2 separate regions of the Capsicum annuum genome follow, and region 1 is linked to region 2. Evidence: chromatin contacts called from public Hi-C data. All regions are on one chromosome and are shown on one strand. The core of a region is the stretch at or near the end of the contact, and the rest is flanking DNA. Distances in the headings are between cores, read along the strand shown.

Region 1 (6,957 bases), core at 4,142-6,641, 580 kb before region 2:
AACGACAATCTCACTTTTCTGTTTATCAACTGTAAAAAAGCCAAAAGGTATCTCTTTCGACCATTCTATCTTTTTCATACTGACTGAATATTTTCCAATACGAAACATGGAATGCGACGACTTACAGTAGTACCCAAATACACGGATAGAAGAATGAAGAACGATTAAAGAAAGAGCACCCTAAACTGACAAAATTTAAGATTTAGCAAATTGAAAAGAAAGCTCTATCAACCGATTGAAAGAAAGCTGATAGACAAGAGACCCACTATGACGAACTGCTGCATATATAGCCATTCCCTGCACCCAATCCTTTATCTTTAATAAGACTTCAACGCAAATATCTTCTGAAGAGAATCCTAAAGGAATAATATCGTCCCATCATGTATAGTAGCTAAAAACTACACCACCACTACCAACAATATACCCAGTATATTTCCACCAAGTGGGGTCCAGAGAAGGTAAGCGTACGCAGTCCATACCACTACCTCAATATGAGATAGAGAGGTTGTTTCTGATAGACCCCCGACTCAAGATAAAACAGTCTAGAAAGGAAATAGTAAAGGGACAAGAAACAATAGGAATAACTACACCCAATAATAACATAAACAAGACTCGCCAAGTAATACGACAAATAATAACACACTCTGAAATAATACATAGTAGCTAAAAACAATTAAAACTAGTTGCAAAATCCAAATCTTACTATCATTAGAAATCAATACAGTTAATACAAATTTAAATAAGTAAAATCAATGAGTGAAGCACACACCTCTACAGTCCTCTCTTGAAGAAGTTTGCTTGGAATAACACCAAATCGTGCATATAGACTCAGGTATTGGTTTATCTGCGGGTTATGGCAATAGATACATCAACCGTATCTTCTGTACAATAGATAGGAATCACAATTCTACATAAAAGCATTATTGTGCGGCATATTTTGTAGGATGAAAATAATTAGTTTTAACACTCTGTCACTAGTAATCATCGGTTCAGACAAACAAAGCATTGCCATAACAACTTTGAAGTCTGAATATATAGGTTCAGAGACCAGAAATCACAAGAACAGCTCAAGGTACATTCCAGGACACAGAAGCCTTCAGTACAAATTAACTCAGTCCTAATAATAAATTCAACAATGCACGATTACACATGAAGCTGTTACATATTAACATGAGGGTGCGTAGCTTGCAAGTTGAAGCAATGTGCAAAATCAAACCCAATTTGTGTTAGATCAATGGACTTGTAGTTGTTACATGTTAGAATAAAGAAGCAGCTCCTGTTAGATAGTCAAAATCAACATGTCCGACCGGAAGGTTCAGCTAACTGCATCATGCAAATAAATTATAAGTCATACGAAGCAAAACATCACCACACCTTTCTGCTATTATTTGGATGAATTCTGTTGGCTGCAACTGGATCAATATCTTTAAGACGGTTGTAAGCACAATTAAAATCCTCGCTCATAAGTTCAACTTCAAGATCAGTTTGCTCATCTTCTACAGAGAAAGAAAGAGAATAGTATCTATAAATCTCGATCCTGAGTAAGCAAATTTAGACGAAAAACACAGACAACTTATTGTTTACCGTGAGAGTCGCTTAAGCAATTAGCTTCTGCATCTTCAACAGAATCATCAAGAAGGAATGGACTCACAAGAGCCTGAATGAAAACAAATCAAATCCAGAAAACTATAACAAACACCCAACAGTTCGGACGAATATCAGGAAAGATGAAAACAGAATTCAGTAAAATAGCAAAAAGGAAAGACAAACCAAAATATTTAGCTGCTTGGAAACATACTTGTAAACAGGAAGAAAAAAAAAAGAGAGTACCGGCAAGGAGTCTATTGCAGATTTTAGGACAGCTCATATACTCTAAGAGAAGGATTTTACTAGCAGTTAACAGTGTTATTAAGAGCTAAACAAAGCAAGGAACTGATGTGAAGCAAGGTCTATCACGTCATAGGTGCACTTCAGAGGAATGTGCGCTTCAAACCATGACGTGCAAAGTGAGTGAAACAAAAAGTTGTCAATTATTTAAATCTCAACTTTCAGGAGTTACATTAATATCTACATTTTTTTTTTTGAAACAAGACATTAATATCAACATTATTGCAAATAGAAACTGAAATTAGGTATTTTACTTACAATTTAGTAATCATATTACTAAAATAATATATATATTAATATTTTTAAATTATCTATAACTTAAAGAAGTGTGTGCCTCACTTCTCTCTTTTCGCTACAAGAGAAATAGACCTTGTCGCTTTTGTGCTTATCGCTTGCAAGGGGCAGCACCAGCTAATCTAACTTTATAACACGTTTTCTAATAACTTATCTTGTGAATCATTTAGGAGAAAAGTAAGTTTCTGAATAGTGCAAACTGTTGAGGTACACAATTTCCGCAAACAAACGTCATTTGGTCCTAGTGTCTTTGGAAATTCATATCATGATGGACTCATGCGCACACAAGCAAGAAACTGGAGAGTGGAGAAGGCATAAAAGAGTACCTGAATATAATAATTTGTTCCTCCAACTATAACTGGCAACCTATTACGGGACCATACCTCATTTATTATCTGAAAATACAAAAAACAGCAATAAATCAGATTAGAAGAAAAAGTAGAGAGATAAGACCATTAATGGATACATTTCTTCCACACAGTATCTTCCTAGAGAAAAGGGTAGCCTTGGAGTAACTGGTAAAGTTGTTGCCATGCGACCAAGAGGTGACGGGTTCAAACCTTGGAAACAGCCTCCGGCAGAAATGCAAGGTAAGGTTACGTACAGTACACCCTTGTGGTGGGGACCTTCCCCGGACCCTGCGCATAGTGGGAGCTTTAGTGCACCGGGCTGCCCTTTTAGTATCTTCCTAGAGAAAATTGCTGAAGACAGAAATCAAATCTACTCTAGAGAAAGATAGGCTGGTTATGTATCCTAGGGACAAAAACCACTAAAGTTGGCGTGCTTCACTAACACCACTAACATTTGCTTTAAAAGAAAGACATATGCTCTAAAGTTTCATTTTCTTTCTGTTACATATATGTTCTTCCATTCATGGTCATTGATAGGACGGGATCAACTGTATCCATTCTTTTCACCAAATTTGAGGAGTGAAAGAATAGACAAGAAAACCCTCTGTACATGCAAACAGATGTTAGATACTCCCTTCACACCCCACGCCCCATCCACCAATTTTAGTGACTAAAAAAGGGATTCCTCACTGTTTAATTAGTTAGACAAATAGAGATAAGAGATATACTCCTATACTTCAAATTCACTTTGCACGGGAACGAATATTTGAAAAAGTTTAGAGTCAGTTTTTCTACAATTAAAAGTGAAAAGAAGTGTCACCTTATCAGTAAAAAATTACAGAAAGTTATTTACAGAATGTTGGGGGATTTTAGCTAAAAGGTCAGGCCTCTGTCTGATGGGTTAACAAGTATAGCCTTCTCCTTAACAGCAGCACTGCCCTTGATTCTAAATACCTAAGAAAGTATTTCACGGACCACTTATTCTTACAGCATTCTCTACCATAGAATTTGGAATTCCGGCTAATTTAATGAAGGTGTTCAATTGAACAAATGATAACCGATCATCCTAGTGCCAGACTACAGTCTTCAAGAAGTTAACAAACCTCGGGAGAAATTGACGCACCGAGGCAAAAGGCAACACCATGTTTACCCATTTGAAACCAAGGAAACGAATGTTAACGTTATTGAAGATGTGGGTTTGATGGTAACTATACTTCAGCATCAAATGCCCACGAACATTCTATTAATTTTGTATATAAATACAAGAATTGAGGTGACAAAGAAAGAGGCCTCACAGAGACAGCCGAGTCACGAAAATCCTTGGCAGTAAATTCAACACAGGCGCTGATAGTACCAAGAAGATGATGAGGCACTCCTGTCAGTGACACAACAACCCGAAAAAACAAAAATCAGACAGTCACAAAGTTATGCAGAAAAATAGTATTCTGCTGCATTTTCTATCGGAAACAACCTCTCTCTCTCACATTTGAGGTAGTGGTATGGATTGCGTACACTTACCCTCCCAGACCCCACTTGGTGGGAATATACTGGGTATGTTGTTGTTGTTGTTGTTGTTGCTACATTTTCTACGGCACCTTTCTGTTTATGCCACGTAGGACGTGTGTGTCTACTTGTTAAACTTAATACAAGTTTAAGTCCTACTTGTGCAAACCCAAAATTGAATGGACTAGATGTCATTTGAGGCCAAGTTAAAGGGCACGGTTATGTATTATGTCTTTTAATTTTGAGGCTTGAATGTTACTTTTCGTATGAGCTAGCAGATACCCCATAAAATTATTCTAAGTGTGTGTAACTTGATCTAGACATCACGATTATCAAAAACGAATATGTTATATATTCCATTTTTCTTAAACTTACAGTCCAGAAACACCAGCATATCAAATTATACAGATGAATAATTACACTGCAAAAACAGAAAAAACAAAAATCACCTTTTTGCTCTTGAGGAGTAACTTTGTTAGTAAGAACATCCAATCCTTGATAAACCTATTCAATAAACCAAAAGGGTCACCATTAAATACAAAAGATTTCAACTTTATGTGATTACACACACACACACACAAAAAAAAAAATCCTTGATAAACCTATTCAAGAAACCAAAAGGGTCACCATTAAATACAAAAAGATTTCAACTTTAGGTGATTACACACACACACACAACCCACACACACACAATCCTTGATAAACCTATTCAAGAAACCAAAAGGGTCACAATTAAATACAAAAAGATTTCAACTTTATGTGATTATACACACACACACAAAAAAAAAATCCTTGATGAACCTATTCAGAAAATCAAAAGGGTCACCATTAAATACAAAAAGATTTCAACTTTATGTGATCACACACACACACATATACACCTGCATAGAAAACACACACACACACACATATACCTGCATAGAAACCAAAAGGGTCACCATTAAATACAAAAAGATTTCAACTTTATGTGATCTCACACACACACACACACACAAACATAGATATATACCTGCATAGAAACCAAAAGGGTCACCATTAAATGCAAAAAGACTTCAACTTTATGTGATTACACACACACACACACACACACACACACACATATATACCTGCATAGAATCAGCATTGATGATTTCAATAGGAAAGTAAGAAGCCAAATCAATAGCAAGTTTTGATTTGCCAGAACCTGTTGCACCCATTATTACTAACACTTTCGGCTTTGATTTTGATGTGGGGTTTAGCTTAATTTCTCCATTGTTAGGGTTTTCCATTTTTTCAAGATTTTTTTCACCAATTTCCATTGCTGCTTTTTTCTTTGGGTTACTTTTTTTAGTTACAAGAAGTTTAGGGGTGGAAAAGTAGAATAATTATAATTAAATGGATTTATTACTTTAATACTCTATGTTTTCGGTTTGCAACTTTAATACTCTATGTTTTCAGTTTGCAACTTTAATACTCTTATTTTTTCTAAAATTAGGCTTAGTGCCATTAAAGTTTATTATGGGTAGTAAGTAATAAGTATTGTATCTCCTGCATTATTAATCAGAATTCTCGGGTTCGAGGTAGGGGAATGGAGATCGGCTCTTTGGTTGGGAGTACGCACTTATAAAGTGGGCTTTTCAATGCGAAACTGAATTAAATGGACCAGAATAGGTATAAAAAATCGAGTGGGAAAAAAACATAACAAAATAGATTTTCTTGTTTCTAGTTATAAGTGTGGATCGTAAGTACGTTTCTATCATTAACCAGAACTCTCAATTTCGATTTAGGGGTCTTGATTATGAGTCGAATACTAAAAAATGGGTGGACCATCCAGCTTAAGATCGACGTTTGTACATAAAGTTTTTGAAGTACGATTAACTTCTAGATTTGGAATCACTGCTTATATACCTGATATTAGTCGTAATTCACAAGAACATTTTGTAGTTTCAGTGAGAGGAGGAAATGGATTGTATATAAACTATATATTATATGGCTTTGCTTGTGATCTTTCTTTATTCGCGTTGTGAATAATCTTTAAGCTCTGCACTCTATGACAGACATATGTGTGTCTGTCACAATCCAAGTTTATGATACGTATTATACTTTGTGACAAACATATGTGTTTCTGTCACAACCCAAGTTCATGACACATATTACACTCTGTGATAGACATATATGTTTTTGTCACAATCCAAGTCCATGACATATATTACACTCTGTGACAGACATATGTGTTTCTGTCACAACTCAAGTTCATGGCACATATTATTCACTTTGGCCCTAGGTCTGTACAGATTTGTCTTACGAGCTATCGATCCCCAATAGCATATGTATCATGCAAAATTGAGTCCTGCCTAGTAAAGCTCTTTACTTTTCTCTCTCGTTTCGAAATGGGATTCGCCTAGGGTGTCATGTGCACTTTGTCTTTAGAAGTTTTATCAGCGTAAAAATCTATCAGTTCTGCTTGACCCGCCCTTCGTTAGGGGCGTCATAACTTGACTCTACTTACTTTTTGTTATTCTTACATAGTATATAATATAAGTGTAACAAACCAACTCAAAAAAAAAGAAAAAAAACAAATATCCATTAACAAAAAAAACTGTTATAAAACAAGAAAGAATAAAGAAGAAGAGTGGAGAGAATAGAGAGAGTAATTGTTATTTCTTCTCTTGAGGGATGATTTACAATGAAGAAAGCACTTCTATTTATAGGGGGAATTTGCCCTAGTTTCACACTAAAAGACAAATACATCAAATCCCGGTAGACATTAAATAGATCTTGATAGACATTCACTATAATTGATATATATCATAACACTCCCTCTTGAATGTCTAACAATACGCATATAGGCTGCCTCATTAAAAACCTTGCAAGAAAAACCCAGTGGGACAAAACCTCATAAATGAAAAAGAGTACAACGCGTATTAGCTCCCCCTAATAAGAA
Region 2 (7,299 bases), core at 3,339-5,838:
CAAAAATAAGCCAGTGGCTTCAGAAAAGCAAAGCAAACTCAAAGCCAACAAAAATCAACTGGACGTGCAAAGACTAGGCTAAAAACTGTGGCGCCCAATAAGGTCCAGAATTGGTCAACTAAAAGTGCAAGTGCCTGTAACCCTGTACAGATTGTAAGAAATATTCTCCTATTTGATCACGTGGTAGGCTCAACATTGACTATTTTTAGGTGGAGACACTATTATTCATCAGATTATGAAAATAAGAAACAAGAGAACTGTTATATCTACTATTTAAACCCAACCATCAAATGAACTACTACATCTATAGCGCCTTCCCCAGGTAACCACACCACATGACATCTAGTGCATCAAATCCGGTGGTGTCAAATCTGATTTTCCCACTGGATGGAAATAGCATAAGAGACTTTCTTTTGCAACTCATTCAACATTTCCCCTTTACATTTCTTCAAGTCATGGTTGTTTCACCAACCAAGGTATTTGATTATCTTAATAATTTTCAAGATAAGGGCAAACATACTAACACAAATAATATATTTGCTCTTCTTAATAAGCACCATATGGGCAATGGTGCAAACTAGCCAGATAGAGAGGAAATGCCCCCAAGCATCCAGTTATAATATTTCCCTGGACAATGACTATCCAGATAGAGAGGAAATGCCCCCAAGCATCCAGTTATAATATTTCCCTGGACAATGAAACCTCTGAACTAGATAATTGAACTTTTTCTCCAACTCCAGAGTTCCCCTGCATCAATCAATCATGTAATCCTTGAAGCCCACTACTTAGGGCCAACTATACAAATCTTTATATATCCTTTCCATTCCGCTGTATCCAGGCACATTTCATTTCCATACGCGCAGAAAAAAAAAAATTCACTCCAACAGCCTCACAGATTGAAGCAGCATGGACTCGTTATTTAACTTAGCCAAATGAGTCATCATAAAACCAGTAATATAAAATACTGCCACTTATTTGATCGCAGCAACAAAGTTATGAATAAGTTCAATTAAAGGAGTAGTAGTGTACTCCATCTATGAAAACATTTCATGATGTAAAAGACAGACCTACCTGCCACACACGAGGCACTTTAAACTACCAGCTTCCTCAATGTACTTTCTTCTTTTAGCTGGAGTCTCATTCAAGTGCCTCACGAACCTGAAGAAGGCATTCTGGACCAGCTGCTTAAAATCCTTAGAGTTCTCTGGAGGTTCAGTTTTTGCTGGAGTCATAATACCTTCTTTGGGATCATCACCTTGTTCAGCAACGCTTTCATCTAACATATCTTGATTTTTTGAGTGCTCATGAGAATTGAACTTTTTCACCCAAGGTGGAGGAGCATTATTCTTCACTAAACGGGGTCCCAAACGCTTCTTCAGTGAAGGTTTATATTTTGTTCCTATTGGGCATTCAATATCAAGATTCTGGCTACGTGGCCCCAGTCGCTTCTTTATGTCTCTTCCACCAGACTTACCAAATTTGCTTATACGACTCGACATGGATACTGAAAGGGTTCTTGTTGAGCTATAAGTGGCAGCGGCTTTGTGCGGCCTAGTATTCTTCACATATTTGGAGCGCGGAACACTTGGCTTTCTAGACTTAACTACAGAATCCGTATTCCTATTGATCCACTTTTCATCAGCATCCCCACGGTCATGGATTCTGTGTGCACTCCTTACATCACTTGAAATCATAATTCCAGCATCACGATTGCTTGTTGTGCCATGTTTTTCGCTAAGAGAGAGATTAGATGGTCCAGGCAAGTCCCTTGAAATAAATCCTTCATGTGAACGTGCCTCCATCTTCTCTAAATGGGGGTCAGCTTCTCTATACAAGGCATTGGATCTTCCTAGAAGATCATCATCCATCTGATACTTATGAAGCTCTCTTTTACGGGAGCTTTCATAGCTTCGATGTGTTTCATGTTCATACTGTAGGCGATTAGCCCCATAATCCAATATGTCCACATCTGGCTTTCTTTGGTCCAGTCCTCTGCGGGACTCGAAATAATCTGGTGTTGACCCTCTTTGTGAAGAGAAAAGAGATCCCCGTGGCTTATCTTCCATTAAAATCTCTCGATGAGAAAACTCATCATATTTGCTCAATCCCATGTTACTCCTAGGAACATCTTGAAAATGTGCTTCCCTCTTCCCATAGAATTCACTAGACAGGCCATTAGGACTACCAACTTCACCTCTCTGAATGTCAGAATAATTGTATGCTTCACGCTTATCCTCTGCTCGACCAAAGTATGACTCCGAGTAGCTCCCGAGCCCATTTACTTGCGTTTCAGGGTTCAGAGAAGATATGGTCCCAGGAATTTTATCATATCCGTCACGGCCAATAGGCTCAATAACCTTTCGACTACTCAGTCTACCTCCATGAGAACGAATTTGGCCCTCTATACTATATGGAGTAGCAATATCATCCTTATTAACTCCAGGTACCGAGGGCAACATGTTAGGGTGAGATGACGATATCACATAATCAGTATTGAACTCTGGATATCGTGTGGACTTGAAGGAATCCTCCATGTATGGGTTCGCTGATGCCGGCACTCCTGCTGCTGCTTTATGGGGATGGAACCCGTCTTGTAAATGCATTTCCTCATCTTTGAGATGATCAGCATCCAAATAACGTGATGGCAATGAATAGCCACCACCATTTCCAACACCAGAGATTCTTGGTTGTACACCAACATCAGGCAGATGCGATTCGTATGAAGAGTACAGCGTCCTCTTATCAGCTTCAGAAGATATGCTACCATCCACAAAACCCGGGTAGGGCCTTCCACAATTTTCTCTCTCGCTGCTTACTCTACTATCACCAACTCCATAGTCTCTGGAGCCCTTAACAGTATCATACTTTCTGGGCTTATCTAACAAATGACTCCATGGATACTTTATAGAAGTTGAGTCCTCATTCCCTAAGCCCTCCTTTGTTTCATGCAACCTGTGTGAATGTTCACCAAGAATTTCAGTGTTTCCTCTATCACGATCAGGGATTCTTAAGCTCTGAGATGGCCCGTAGTCTCTATCTCCACCAACATAATTCAAGGGTGGGGCATTCTGAAATTGTCTAAAGTCTCCACCACCATCAACTCCCATCCTTCTCGACCTCTCAAGTTCGTGAAAGTACTCGCCCCGTTGTTCACCAATCATCTGGCCGCTTGGTGAAAGGCGACGCTCCCTACTCCTTCCACGTGGTGAGTGCTGCTCCCAGTTCCTAGTCCTTGCTGGTGGCGAAATCTCCCTGTTCCTATTCCTTCCTGGTGGCGAGTACTCCTGGTTCCGACTCCTTACTGGTGGTGACCGCTCACGGTTCCTGATACTTCCCACAGGTGAGTATTCACGCCCTTGATACCTCCTTGGTGGCGAGTTCCTCCTCTCTTGGCTCCTTATTGGGGGTGAACCCCTAATCCTCCGTGGTGGAGACGTGTAATCCTTGTTGTCTCTTATCCTCCTCCTAGGGGAGTAACCCCCATCTCTCATCCTCCTTGGAGACGAGTAATCCCTGTTCCTACTTCTCTGTCGTGGTGAATAACCAGGATCCTTTCTCCTTTCCGGCAACCGTGGTGGACCTCTAGCATCTCCCCCAAACCTCCTCTCCCCCCTCATTATCAATTCACTAACAATAAAACACTAAACTTCACCAGTGTTTCAACCTCAATCAACCCAAAATTCAGCAGTTTTCAACCTAAATCAACCCAAGTTTCAGCAATTTCGAACCTTAACCAACCCAAAGATCAGCAATTTCAAACCTAAATCAACCCAAACTACAGCAATTTTCAACCTACACCAACCCAAACTCCAGCAATTTCAAACCTTAATCAACCCAAACTTCAGCAATTTTCAACCTAAATCAACCCAAACCTCACCAATCCAACCTTAATCAACCCAAACTTCAGCAGTTTCGAACCTTAATCAACCCAAATTCACCAATTTTCAACCTAAATAAACTAAAGCAATTTTCAGCCTTAATCAACCAAATTCACCGAATTTCAACCCAAACTACAGCAATTTCCAACCTTAATCACCCCAAATTGCAACAAATTTCCAAACTTAATTAACCCAAAACTCACCAATCCACCCTTAATCACCCCAAATTGCAACAAATTTCCAATCTTAATCAACCCAAACTTCACCAATCTCCACTTACAACCCCAATATCAGCAAAAGAACAATTTCCCACTTTCAATCACCAAAAATTTTCAATGTTGAACATCAAAGATAGCTTGCTTAATCATCAAAAACGGAAATACGAAACCCTAACCCTAAAAATAAATCATAAAATTAAATCCAAATCTCTTCCGTTTACTTCTTTGTACCTTGAAATTTGTTCAATTCAACCAAAAGGGTGTCCGAAAATACCGATTTCAGATCAAACAAACCACAAAAAAACTCGATTTATACACTGAAATTCAAACCTTTTTTAGATGAAAAAATGGAGAAAAATCCATTGATGATTATGATGACGACGACAACCACGACGACGACGACGACGACGATGATGATGAGATTAGTGCAAAGTTAGGAAGGTGGAAAACTGCGGATGCCGTCTGTAATAGTGTCAAAATGGGAGAATGGAAAGGGGGAAATTAACATTGATGGATATGTATGTTCAGTAATGGGCCGGGTTATAATTGTAAAAGGGCTTAGATGAGTTTGGTTTAAGTAAGGCCCAATCCAACTTGCTTTGGGAGCATAAATTATGTTAGGGCAATTTTCATAAATCCCACCAAATTTCTTTTTAATTATCTTCTCTCCCGATTTTTTAAATAAATTTTTTCTCTCCCAAATTTTAATTGTTCATATAAATAACTAAACGTTAATATACATAAATATCTTATGTATCATAACTAACTTCCTTAAGATATTTAAGAAAATAAATTAAGCCTAATAATTATCCAAAACGATATTTATGGAAATAAATTAAGTCTGACAATTATCCAATATTGTACCTTAATTATGTAAATATTTTAAAAAATATACTCCTAAAAGAAAATTTACCACATAAATCACCTAGAAAATTTTGAAACCGAAGAAAAAAGACTCTTATAAAATAAAGGGACATAGAAAATTTTAAATCGAAAAAAAAATACTCGTATAAAGAAATTTATACAACGTAAGTCTACGGAAATTTTTACTACCTAGTCTATGTAAGTATGGAAAAATTTTAAACAAAAAAAAATTGGATTCCTATAAGATTTGAAGAACATGGCAACAGAGAACTCCAACCCTTATACATATAGGTTTGCAAAATACACATGTCAGACATCATATATACATAACAATATGAAATAAAACTTAAAAATATAAGGATAACACATCATATACATGCCTAACGTTCTTTCATACAAAACACTGCTATGTATATGGGCTGAAATACACACAACACGTCTTGTCTAACAGAGTCATCTACATAACTGTGTTATGTATAACACTATTGATGCATAACACATACATAAGGCCAAACCTATTGGTGGCCCCTTAAACTTGGCACAAACTTTCACTTAGGCACCTCAAGTGGACGTTGTTCACTTTTAACACCTCGAGTAGCCACAAAGTGTGTCACTTTGACACCTTTTGCTGAATCAGCAAAGAGAGTGTGTTGCACTCGCTGCCAGGCGTGTTTTAGGGTAAATAACATATAAATGAACCAATTGTAAAAGGACATTTGGCATTTTTATATAATTAATTTAAATTAAAAAAGAATTAATAACCCTACCCCACCCTTATATTATCTTTCTAACCACCCCACCCAACCCCACCCCATATCATCTTCCTCAGCCCACCCCATCCCTAAATCGTTGCTGCCACCCCCACCTCAAAATCGTCTTCTCCCACCCTCCCCCATCCCCATCCATTAGTTTTTCATCATTTTTTTTCCTTAATACAATTGATTTTTAATAATTTGGAGAAATGCAAGTTGGTGCAGATTGTAGATTTCTTCTTCTTCTTCTTCTTCTTCTCTCTTTCAACCCTTAATTTTCCACCATTTTTTTCTTTTCTTAACATATCTGTATCCCTTCATTTTCTTGTCTGATTTTTGAAAAAATGACAAAAATGATCCATTGTTGGGATTTGATGAGACTATCATGGTATTTTTGAGAGTGGCAAAAATGGTCCATATATTGAGAAAATGGCAAAAATGATTTTCGTCGATGGAACAATGGTGTATGATGTTGTTGGCTTGGTGAATTTGTGCTATATGTTTTGAATTTGTTGTTGGCAAAAATTATTGTTGAAAAGTGAATATGTTTTGGCGGAGGTGTAGTTGTTGGCTTGGTTGGTGGTTGGGGGGAATGGAGAAGATGACTTTGGGGTTTGGGGAGTGGAGGTAGGGGTGGGGGAGGGCAAATGGAGAAGATGACGATTTTTAAAAATGCCACGTGTCAATAATTAATTGGTTCCTTTAATTTAATTGTGTGTATATATATTAATAAGTTGGATAATTATTAATAATCATGTATTTTGGCCTTTTATTTTAAAAAAAAATTAATTGTGAATATAAATAATGATGTGGCTATTTAAATGAGTTGACATAAATTAATTGGTCGTTTTGTCCACGTTGGCAGCGAGTGCAACACACTCTCTTTGCTGATTCAACAAAAGTGTCAAAGTGACACACTGTGGCTACTTGAGGTGTTAAAAGTGAACAACGTTCACTTGAGGTACCTAAGTGAAAGTTCGTGCCAAGTTTAGGGGGCCATCGATGGGTTTGACACATAACTTTGTAATGTATATGACCTGAAATTAAACAACCCAGCAGCGTCTTATTTCAATACATATACATAACAGATTTATGTATATGGGTTGAAATAAAACGTCCAAAAAATGACATAACTACGAATATATACATAACTCACTATGTATCATAGTTCAAAATAACAACATTGATTTACTAAGTAATCTAATCATATGCAAAACAAATTTAATATATAAGAAGACGTCTCTAACATTATACATAACTAATTTATGTATAAGGTTAAAATAACAACAAAACACTCTTATACGATAATATATAAGAATGTGTAAATCGACAAAAAATATAGATTCAACAACAAATTACTATATCTTTGGAAGACGCTGTCGTAATGATTCTTCACTTTTTTATCTTACTTAAAGATTTAGCAATGAGCTTTTTAGAGCTTGTACAAGCAACTTTCCTCGACTTCTTCATCTTGGCGGAGTCTATTTGGTGTTTTGATTTATTTTCTCTAAAACTCAGACCAGACTCCATTACTATACTTAACCTTTGAAAATTATGCACATGCAACAAGTATCTCGTAAATTTTTG

What was found. Hi-C and Micro-C count contacts between places; a contact is called where the count stands out from the background.
Region 1: a Hi-C map of leaf shows a contact between it and region 2, with 2.2 times the contacts expected there. The contact joins the promoter of LOC107848359 here to the promoter of LOC107847397 in region 2. A contact is called at or near these places in 3 of 5 Hi-C or Micro-C datasets (leaf and placenta).

The regions. Positions count from the first base shown.
Region 1 is chr11:230,595,113-230,602,069 of UCD10Xv1.1, reverse strand. It overlaps LOC107848359 (tRNA dimethylallyltransferase 2), which reads right to left and starts at 5,391. Exons shown (of 11, transcript XM_016693116.2): 1 at 5,141-5,391; 2 at 4,484-4,538; 3 at 3,827-3,906; 4 at 2,508-2,576; 5 at 1,585-1,657; 6 at 1,375-1,493; 7 at 770-844. The coding sequence starts at 5,332.
Region 2 is chr11:230,009,602-230,016,900 of UCD10Xv1.1, reverse strand. It overlaps LOC107847397, which reads right to left and starts at 4,588. Exons shown (of 3, transcript XM_016691604.2): 1 at 1,072-4,588. The coding sequence starts at 3,617.